2 separate regions of the Anolis sagrei genome follow, and region 2 is linked to region 1. A link is a contact called in public Hi-C data. All regions are on one chromosome and are shown on one strand. The core of a region is the stretch at or near the end of the contact, and the rest is flanking DNA. Distances in the headings are between cores, read along the strand shown. Region 1 holds the start of LGR6 (leucine rich repeat containing G protein-coupled receptor 6). Region 2 holds the start of UBE2T (ubiquitin conjugating enzyme E2 T).

Evidence for each region. A called contact is a pair of places that touch in the nucleus more often than the background predicts.
Region 2: a contact with region 1 is called in a Hi-C map of mixed tissue, with 4 times the contacts expected there. The contact joins the promoter of UBE2T here to the promoter of LGR6 in region 1. A contact is called at or near these places in 2 of 2 Hi-C or Micro-C datasets (both in mixed tissue).

The regions. Positions count from the first base shown.
Region 1 is chr4:205,498,289-205,503,245 of rAnoSag1.mat, forward strand. It overlaps LGR6 (leucine rich repeat containing G protein-coupled receptor 6), which reads left to right and starts at 1,485. Exons shown (of 16, transcript XM_060772489.2): 1 at 1,485-1,977. The coding sequence starts at 1,754.
Region 2 is chr4:205,674,407-205,679,902 of rAnoSag1.mat, forward strand. It overlaps UBE2T (ubiquitin conjugating enzyme E2 T), which reads right to left and starts at 2,630. Exons shown (of 8, transcript XM_067468124.1): 1 at 2,550-2,630.

The DNA.
Region 1 (4,957 bases), core at 235-2,734:
CAAAAGTGCTGAAGAAGATTTTAAAACGAAACACAAAAATAAGTATTTTGGTCCTGTGTACAAGCAATTGGACTGCTATGGAATTTGCACCTTCATGTTAACTGTAAGAGAGAATCTGTTAGCTAATACTTTTTTCTGAATTTGAATCTCTTAGATTAGGTCAAAATCTAATGTTTAGATTAGTCAAAAGTAGCACTTTTTCTTTGAATTATACTACCACATTACTCAGGTGCAGCAGTTTTCAGACTGTCATTTACTTGGACTATGGATGGCATTATTCAGGTGAGATTTCCCCATCTCTTTGCATCCCGTCACACAGGTAATGATGTTATGCCTCTGAAGGGCCTGTTGAACAGTCTGCATTTATGTGGTGCCAAAATGATCAGGAGATTGTGAGAGTGCTCAAGAGATGGTGCATTCATGACAGCAGATGCTTTTGAGGACTAGAATTCATTGCATATAATAATAATATAATAACTTTATTTTTATACCCCTCTTCCATCTCTCCGAAGGGATTGGGGGTGGCTTACAAAGGGACAAGCCCAGAGAGCACAGAGTTAAAACGTAATGCAATAAAAGAAAAACAAAAACAAACTAAAAAGAAACATGTCACAATAAAACATAACATCATGAAAACAGTACCATGGGAACAATAAACTTGCTGAGTTCAGAGGGCTCTGAGTTTATTTTTATTATTATTATTTATTAGTTTGTGCAAAATTCCTAGATAGAGCTAAGGGAAAGTGCTAAATTCAGTGGATGGATGGGAGAGTAATGTCCTTGAGCTTTATAATGTCAGGATTGTAGTGCGGAGGGCCATGCCAAAGTGCTGAAATTTAGGTATTAAAGGGCCAATTCTTTGGAACTTTCTAATCAAAGGCACAATTAAACATCCATGTTTTTAGGTGCATAAAGCTTTATCTTCAGTTGATAGGTGAATTATGTGGATGGAGGGAAGGGGCAGCATTAACAGAAGACTGGATGTGCTGTTGACATGGTAGGAGGTCTATGATGTGCTTCTGTGTGTGTAAATGGTGGAGCCAAAATCATGTCAGAACCCCATGTCAGTGGGGTTCTGACATGGAAACGAAGAGACATGGATGTAAAAACTGAGGCAAAACAGCTAAGAAAAGTTTTTTTTCTCCTTGAACAATAACACCCAGAATTCCATTAAAAAAACCATAGTAGAGGTTATCATCCTCTCCCTCATAAGTTTTCCAAGCTCAAGGGCAAAATGCTGTGAAATGGAAGTGCTGAATGAGTGACATTTCTCTGCCTGCCTCCCAAAGATCCTTCATTTTACTCTGCCAATCTTTCCCCTCCCTGTTCAACCTCTTTTTAAAGCTGTTTCCAAACAAGTCCCAAAGCTACTAACAGGTCTCTCTCTCTCTCTCTCTCTCAAACACCACCAGCACCTTTTCTGGTTTTGAATGAAATTCCTGCCAGCTCTGAAGGAGGGAGAGGGAAGGAGAGGAGAAAGTTTCTCTAACTCCTCCCATGTGAGCCTCCCTAAACCTCTGCTCAGCCCAGCCCAGCCGGTGTGAAACCCAATAACTAGGATCACTCAACAATGCCTTCCCTTCACAGGCTGCACCTTGGCTGCACCAAGGAAGAGCACAGCAGAGTGAGAAAGTGCTGCTGTCGGCAAGAGCTCTAGAATCACTTGCCTCCACCACCCTGCAAAGATCAAACCAGAGGGTGAAAGAGAGAAGGAGCAAACTGGTGGAGGAGGAGAGAACCAGCCTGAAGCAACATGCTGGCTCCAGCTGGACTCCGAATGGACCAGCTGCTGATGCCCTGGTGGCTTTTCCTGTGTTTTTCAGGCATGCTCAAAATTGTGTCTTTGGAACAAGGTGCTGCACTCTCCTGTCCACCTCTGTGCCACTGTGAGGAAGATGGCATCATGCTCTCAGTGGACTGTTCAGAGCTTGGCCTCTCTTCTGTTCCTGATGGCCTGAGTCCCTTAACAGCTTACCTGTAAGTACAGCATTGTCATTCCTTCTTTGCTTTTCCAGGAACGTTATCACTTGCAGCATGCTTTATTAAAAGAAAGGTTTCCACCTGCCAATTAAAACCAACAATGAAGGAGGCAGCTCTTTTGACAAGGAAGTCACTGCCCACCTTCCCCCCTCCTCCCGGCTCCCTCCTCCCAGGGCTCCCCTTGTGGTCCTCTGGAAAGCGTGTTTATATTGTGATGTTCTGCATGCTTTACTTCTTGATTGCTATGGATCAGAGGAGACAGAGCTTGTTTGCTGGGCTGATTCTGATTGTTTGGGAACATAATGGAGTATTTAGATTGGGTAATTGCTGCAGACTGTTATAGGATCCCCATTTCAAACATTTCAAGAGGCAATATAACATGGGACTTTACAGGCGCAGAGAATGTCAGTGTCCAGATTTGTCATCAGTGAGTAAGAAATTAAAGTTAGACCATTTTTTGGAGGGATGAAGCTTTGCTGGATACGGTAAAACCTGGACCGTGTAGAGCAGAAAAGAAAAAGATGTCATGTTTGACTTGCCGACCTCACCCGGAGATCCCAGGTTGCTGGTCATTGTGACATTTTCTCATCAGTGAGTTGTTACATCATTTATCTGTAATTGGAAGATGGCTTAGAAAATTTGGGCAGTGTGGGGTTGGGTGGTTCTCCTGCATTCATAGAATCATAGAATCGTAGAGTTGGCAGGGACCTCATGAGCCATCCAGTCCAACCCCCTGCCAGGAAGCAGGAAATTCTTGTTCAAAGCACCCCCAACAGATGGACATCCAGCCTCTGTTTAAAAGCCTCCATAGAAGGAGCCTCCACCACACTTCAGGGTAGAGAGTTCCACTGGTGAACAGCTCTCACATTCAGAAAGTTCTTCCCACTGTTCAGGTGTAATCTCCTTTCCTGCAGTTTGAAGCCATTGCTCCGCGTCCTAGTCTCCAGGGCAGCAGAACACAAGTTTGCTCCCTCCCCCCTGTGACTTCCCCTCACATATTTATACATGGCTATCATGTCTCCTCTTCAGCAGGCTAAACATGCCCAGCTCTTTAAGCCACTCATCATAGGGCTTGTTCATTTTAGTTGCCCTCCTCTGGACACATTCCAGGTTGTCAATATCTCTCGTCTTCCTTGCATCTCCAGAGTGATGGTTTTGCTACTGAACAGAAAAATTAGTTCTACCTGTAACATTCACTCTGCAGCAAACTGAAAACTGTCAGAAATTGAAGCTGTGATGGAGGGGCTTAGCTATGATTTTTTAAAAAGTTGTTAATAATGGTGACAATGCTGAAAAGTTTGAAATGGTTGCCCAAAATGCTGCTAAAAAGATTTCAGCCTTGCGAAGAGCACTTTGCTCCTTTGTACTGAGCAGTATAGCAAGCAATGTTTCCTAGTAGTTAGAGCAGAGACATTCAGTATTCTTAGTGGTCACAGCAGTGATATCATTCACATGCCATGTATTTTTCTGCAGTGTATTGATATCTTCAAAGATAATATACTATACCCAGTCAAGACACTCTTTTCAAACTGACCCAAGAAGTTGTACCAATCTCTTTTCTTTGATCTCCCATGTTTTACCCTTTGTGGTTTTAACACTGTGTTGAGTCTCTTAAAACGAACCAATTGCAAAAGAAACATTTCAGAGGGATGTCTTTGAAGAAGTAGCTGTGATGAAAAGGAGAAAGGTGGGTGAAGGAAATAAGAAAGGTTAAGACTAATTGGATTTTATTTTGGTATGTAGATATAAACTACAGTACTAAATGCTTCCAAAAAATGAAAAACCCATTTGTCTTAAAGGTGATCTTTTTTTATTTCATCTCCTTTCCTCCTTTTTATTTCAAAAGGATGTTTTTCTTGCTATGGAACATGTATTTTTACTGGAGTCAGGGTGCACAGCCCTGAGGATATTGATATTCAAAGGCACTCTGCAAATGGGTTTCACTGAACCAGTAACTTGTGCTCAAGCACTACATTTGTCATAGGGTGGCTGCATGGAACAGTATATACAAACAAGGCTGGATTCATTTCTGAGTTTCCATCCAGTTTATATAAAACAAAGCATCTCAAATAAAAATCAGAGGTTTATATGCCTAGACACACACAAAAATTCAATAAAACATAAAAACTTGGGGCTATTTCATATCACAGGCTTTCATGCCTAGGAGACTGGCCATTGATGCATCAGTATTCTCCGTAATCCAAAGTGTTGTTTTGAGAAAATAAATTTCAAGACATGATGCCTACAGGATCAGAGCTTCAGGAACTTTCCATTGTAGTTTACTCCCAGAGCCTTCAAGACAGCGTGATCATAGTGTATTGTTGAAGGCTTTGTGGCCGGAATCATTGGGTTGTTGTAGGTTTTTTGGGCTGTATAGCCATAATTTAGAAGCATTCTCTCCTGACATTTCACCTTCATCTGTGGCAGGCATCCTCACAACCTCTGAGGATGCATGCCACAGATGTAGTAAAAACGTCAGGAGAGAATGCTTCTAGAACAATAGTAGGTTTTTTGGCCATACACCCAAAAAACCTACAATAACCCATGGTCATGGTGAGTGAAAGATTCTCTGAAATGTTTCCAAAAAGGTTCCTTTGCCAAGCTCTCCTAGGATGTGCTTAAGAATAATTCAATGAGCTGTAAGGATTGCCAATTGCGACACCTCATCATCTCATTAATTGGCCATCTTATTAATAAAAGTGCCACCAAGGGACTACATTTTCATTCATTCAAATTCCAATTCTCTAAAAAGCATTGGAGAAAAATCCAAAATTTGATCTAGACCAGCCTTTGACCTAGGATTTGCTTGGTCAAGTTTGAAGTCTTCATCTCTCATCCATCCTGTTACTTTGCTGCTATTTATGCAGCAGCAACAGAAACAGTGGCATTAGCAGCACTGTATATCATTGCCTGTTTTCATTGTGCAGACTGCCATACAGCAAGTAAGAATTGCACGTGAAGGACAATAAGACGTGCC
Region 2 (5,496 bases), core at 1,380-3,879, 180 kb after region 1:
GGAAGGCCATATACTTGATGAGTGGGAGGATAGATGAGAAGATGGAGTAAGGGAGGATTCAGTTTTAAATATGTTTTGATTTGTTTGTTTCATAACAAAATATTTAATTTTATTTAAAAGTTCATATTTTAATGCATTTGCTCAGATTTAATTGTATCATGTTTGCTGTTAGCTGCCTTGACTCCCCTGTACTGAGGGCTCTTCCAGCCAAGCCTTATATCTCAGGATCTGATTCCAGGTTTTCCATTTATCTCAGATTAACTGGCATTGGGGACACATATAATCCAGTTTAAAGCAGAAAACCTGGGATCAGATCCCGAGATCAAGGACCTATCTGGAGGGCTCTGAGAGAAAGGCAGGATTTGTGTGTGTGTGTCAGGGCAACTCGAGAAACTGTTGTGAGAGAATTGGTATTCTGAAAGGACGTTGCCCAGGGGACATCCAGATGTTTGATGTTTTACCATCCTATGGGAGGTTTGTCATATGTCCTTGCATGGGAAGCTTGAGCTTGACAGACAGGAGCTTACCTTTCGGTCAACCAGTTCGGCCGGGACAAAACTGTATATGTTTTAATGTGTTTATTGACTATAACTGTTTTAATGGAGGGGAGTATGTTATTGTTTTTACTGTTTATTTTATTGGTATTGAATGGTACTGGAGTTGTAAGCCGCCTTGACTTCCCTGAGGGGGAGAAAGGCGGGGTATAAATGAAGTAAAAAAAATAAATAAATACATAACACATTGCGCCACCAGGGGCAGGATAAAAACTAAGTAAAACAAATACACTATGTCTCCTTATGGATCAAAGTTTCCCAACTGGGTAGGTGGGAAACTACTCCCTACGCAAAGAAAGATGACAAGGACTCCTGGCAATCCTTTGCACCTTGACATTAGGACACAGCTCTCTTGATTCCAGGCCATACAGACTGGGGCTCACTGGAGTTGCAAAAGAGGGGTACCTTGCCTGAGTGAAACCCCACCCCAAAAAAGCCCCTGTACCTTTAATGGTTGTATAGAAAAGAAAACAGGAGGTGCTTCTTGTCACCCAACCAGGGAACAAGCAACATCTGCTGTAATTCTCTCTTCTTAGCAAATAGTAAAGTTTTTTTTTGTCACACAGAGTAAAGGCAATGTATTGTCGAAGTGATTCATGGCCAGAATCACTGAGTAGTTGTAGGGTTTTTTTTCGGGCTATATGGCCATGTTCCAGAGGCATTCTAGAACATGGCCATATAGCCTGAAAAAGCCTACAACATTCCAGAGTAAAGACACGCTGTTTATTTTGAACTGTTTTAGTCTATTGTAGTATTTTGTGCTGAGAATGCCTTAGACAGCGAGAAGATCCAACCAGTCCATACTTCAAGAAATAAAGCCTGACTGCTCATTGGAGGGAAGAATAGTAGAGGCCAAGATGAAGTATTTTGGCCACATCATGAGAAGAAAGGAAAGCTTGGAGAAGAGTATGATGCTGAGGAAAATGGAAGGAAAAAGGAAGAGGGGCCGACCAAGGGCAAGATAGATGGATGGTATCCTTGAAGTGACTGGATTGACCTTGAAGGAGCTGGGGGTGGTGACGGCCGACAGGGAGCTCTGGCATGGACTGGTCCATGAAGTCACGAAGAGTTGGAAACGACTGAACGAATGAACAACAACAACAATTGTGGTATTTTACCACATTGAATTTTTGCCTGTTATGTTGTGGGGAAATAAGGCGGGATAGAAATAAAGTTTTACTTATACCATTTCTCCACCACCTGAAACGCTGGGAAGAAGCGGAACATGGTGAAGTTACTTTGGGGATTTTGTTGCTGCTGCTGCGTGCCTTTCAAGTTGTTTCCAAGGTATGACAACCCTAAGGCAAACCTATGGCAGGGTTCTCCTAGCAAGATTTGTTCAGAAGAGCTTTGACATCACCTTCCTCTTGAGGCTGAGAGAGTGTGTCTCGCTCATTCCAAGTCTAGCCTTCAGAGTTCCTGGGGTGCATCTACGCTGCTGAGTTAGTGCAGTTTGATATCACACGAATCGCCATGGCTCAATGCTATGGGATCATGGGAGTTGTAGTTTTACAAGGCCTTTAGCCTTCTCTGCCTCACCAGACTACATCTCCCAGGATCCCACAGCGAAAGTGATGTCAAACTGTGTTAATTCTACACTCTAGATCAGGCATGGGCAAACTTGGGCCCTTCAGGTGTATTGGACTTCCAACTCCCACCATTCCTAACAGCCTCAGGCCCTTTCCTTTTCCCCCTCAGGCGCTTAAGCGCCTGAGGGGGAAAAGGAAAGGGCCTGAGGCTGTTAGGAATGGTGGGAGTTGAAGTCCAATACACCTGAAGGGCCCAAGTTTGCCCATGCCTACTGTAGATGCACCCCTCGCCCAATGCTCAGCCCACAAAATGTTCCAACCAGGCCTAACCAACTGAGCTGAGAAACACCATCGGAACCAGAACTCCCTTCACACACACCACAGGCCTGAGGGGAAAGGGCCTTCTCTTGCTGAATGCCTGAGAACCAACGAAGCAGCAGGAGCCACAGGCGCCGCAACGACTCACCGCGTTTCTCAGCCTCAGGAAGGCAACTCACCAAACAAGCCGAGAAGACAAAACGCGCGCCCTGTTTTGAACCGGAAAGACCCAGCGTCCCAAGCGCGTCGCAGCCTGAATGGACAGACCGAGTGTCCGTCAAAAGCAACTCAAAGCGGATTGGCCAATGGAAACAATAGCTCCACCTCCCAAGAAATCTAAACAGTTTCTAATGGGATACAGTCTCTAGCGTCGATCTTGATACTTCCGGAACTAATTTCGCTGTCACTCTGCATGGTGTTAACACAGGCCCCTTCCACACAGCTGAATAAAACCCCATTTTCTGCTTTGAACTGGAATATATGGCAGCGTGGACTCAGGGCCCTTCCACAAAGCCCTATATCCCAGAATATCAAGGCAGAAAATCCCACAATATCTGCTTTGAACTGAGTTGTCTGAGTCCACACTCAGATAATGTGGGATTTTCTGCCTTGATATTCTGGGATATAGGGCTGTGTGGAAGGGCCCTCGGATAACCCAGTTCAAAGCAGATATAGTGGGACTTTCTGCCTTGATATTCTGGGTTATATGGCTGCGTGGAAGGGCCCTCAATAATACCCAAACTCCAGTCTTCCAGGTGTTTATAATATATTGTCAAAGGCTTTCATGGCTGGATTCACTGGGTGGTTGTAGGTTTTTTCGGTCTATATGGCCATGTTCTAGAGGCATTTTCTCCTGACATTTCGCCTGCATCTATGGCAAGCATCCTCGGAGGTCCCAATAGACCTCAGAAGACCTCACAACCTGAGGATGCTTACCACAGATGCAGGCAAAATGTCAGGAGAGAATGCCTCCAGAACAGGGGTCCTCAAACTAAGGCCCAGGGGCCAGATGCGGCCCTCCAAGGCCATTTACCTGGCCCTCGCTCAGGGTCAACCTAAATCTGAAAGCACACAAAAACAACAGCAACAATCCTATCTCATCAGCCAAAAGTAGGCCCACACTTCTCATTTAAATACTAATAACTTTATATTTGTTAAAATTGTTCTTCAATTTAATAACTGTATTGTTTTAAGTGTTTTTTGCACTACAAATAAGACATGTGCAGTGCGCATAGGAATTCATGTGTTTTTCGAATTATAATCCGGCCCTCCAACAGTTTGAAGGACTGTGACCTGGCCCTCTGTTTAAAAAGTTTGTGGACCCCTGCTCTAGAACATGGCCATATAGCCCGAAAAAACCTACAACAACCCAGGTTTTAATATAGGCATTTTGTAGAAATACGTTTTCATATGTATATTTTATATAATGCCTACCATGGTTACATTTTTTTAGTTATGTTGTAACCTACCTCAAGCCACTATGAGAGGTAAGAAATAAAATAATAATAATTTTGGACTTCAATTCCCTGCATTTGACTGCAGCCCAGGCATACTAAAATATATATAGGCATTTGCTATTATCCACAGTTTCAGGAATCCATGCCGGAATCTTGGAACATATCCTTCATGGATAAAAGGGTCACATAATATTCTTTATTTATATGCAGTGACCACAACTGTACACAGTAGTCTGGATATAGGTACACTATAGGTTTGTATAAGGGCAGTTCCATTTTCAAGTTCCCTTTCTAATTGTGCCTAGCAAGGAATTTTACTGTTTAATTTTTTTAGCAACTGCAAACTTTCTCCTGTGTCAACACTTTCTTTTTACAATCCGCGTTCCCTTTCTTGCTAAATCACTGGCAACTCAGTCCCATTAAGGAAGCTAGATTTTTATTATACTTTATTTTTGCCCCAGTGCATATCACTTTGCATTTGCTTACATTACATTTATTTGCCGTAAGAGTCTTTGTTGTTGTAAGTTCTACAAGAGATTAAAATCAGTTAAGATGCTGATGTCAGGTAAAATGGGGCCCTTGAGTCAATTTCCTCCCTTGTTAATTTCCTTAGGAAGCTGACAGCTAAATTTGGTAAGCACTTCAAAGATGATCCATAAAGTGTTGAGTGACTGTTCAGTCAAAGAACTTCATTTCTATTTGACAAACTCTGTTCAAAGTCTCCTAACAAGTAATGACCCAGAAAAAGGAGGACTGATAATTAACCCGAATTCACATTTCCTGTCACTAATTAGATTAGAACAATTTAAAATGGTTGTGACATAGCTCTAAGTAAACATCATAAATTATATTTTTTACAATTGCAGCAATCAAATCTTCATTTACAGAAAAAAACTAGTCATTATGAGTGAATCATAGCAGAAGTGGCAAAACATCTGGTTTAGGATGCTATACAACCCCTGTATCTGCAAGGGATATGTTCCTGCAGACTGGAAACCATGAATAGCAATGTACAGAAGTGTTTATTATAATGTGTGTATAACTGTATTAATGTTTTACATTGGTTGCCTATGGCTGGAGCGGCCTAGCTGTGAGAGATATGTTGCCATAGAAACAAGGCAGAAGAGGAGGTGGGAGGAGCTTAGAGAGAAAAAGGTTTAGAAAGTGACAGTTAAGTTCAGTCAGGAGGAAGAGACCCTGAGAGAGTAGCAGAGTCAGATAGGGACTCTGAGAGAGTAGCAGAGTCAGGGAAGAGACTCTGAGGAGTGAAGAAGTGTAGAGTTAGTTTTTTAGTGTTCGTGAATATTTCTTCAGCTAGGGAGCTGAAGGGGAAAACCTCGTTAGATTACTTTAGTTAGAAAGAACTAACAGAGGCTTTTTAGGATCGCCAGTCGGTGGAAGACTGGAGATCAGTGATTTGATCCAGTATAGATCAAACAGTGAGAATATTCACAGCAGGGAACACTGAATAATAAAGCACTTCACTACAGCAAGAGTTTATAAGTTGTAACATCAAAAGTCTGAACTGTATCGCAACCAAGTCATATTGTAACCATCAAGTATATGCCAAGCCTAACATCTTCATATTGTAACTATCAAGTATATGCCAAGCTTAACAACTTCATTTTGCAACCATTC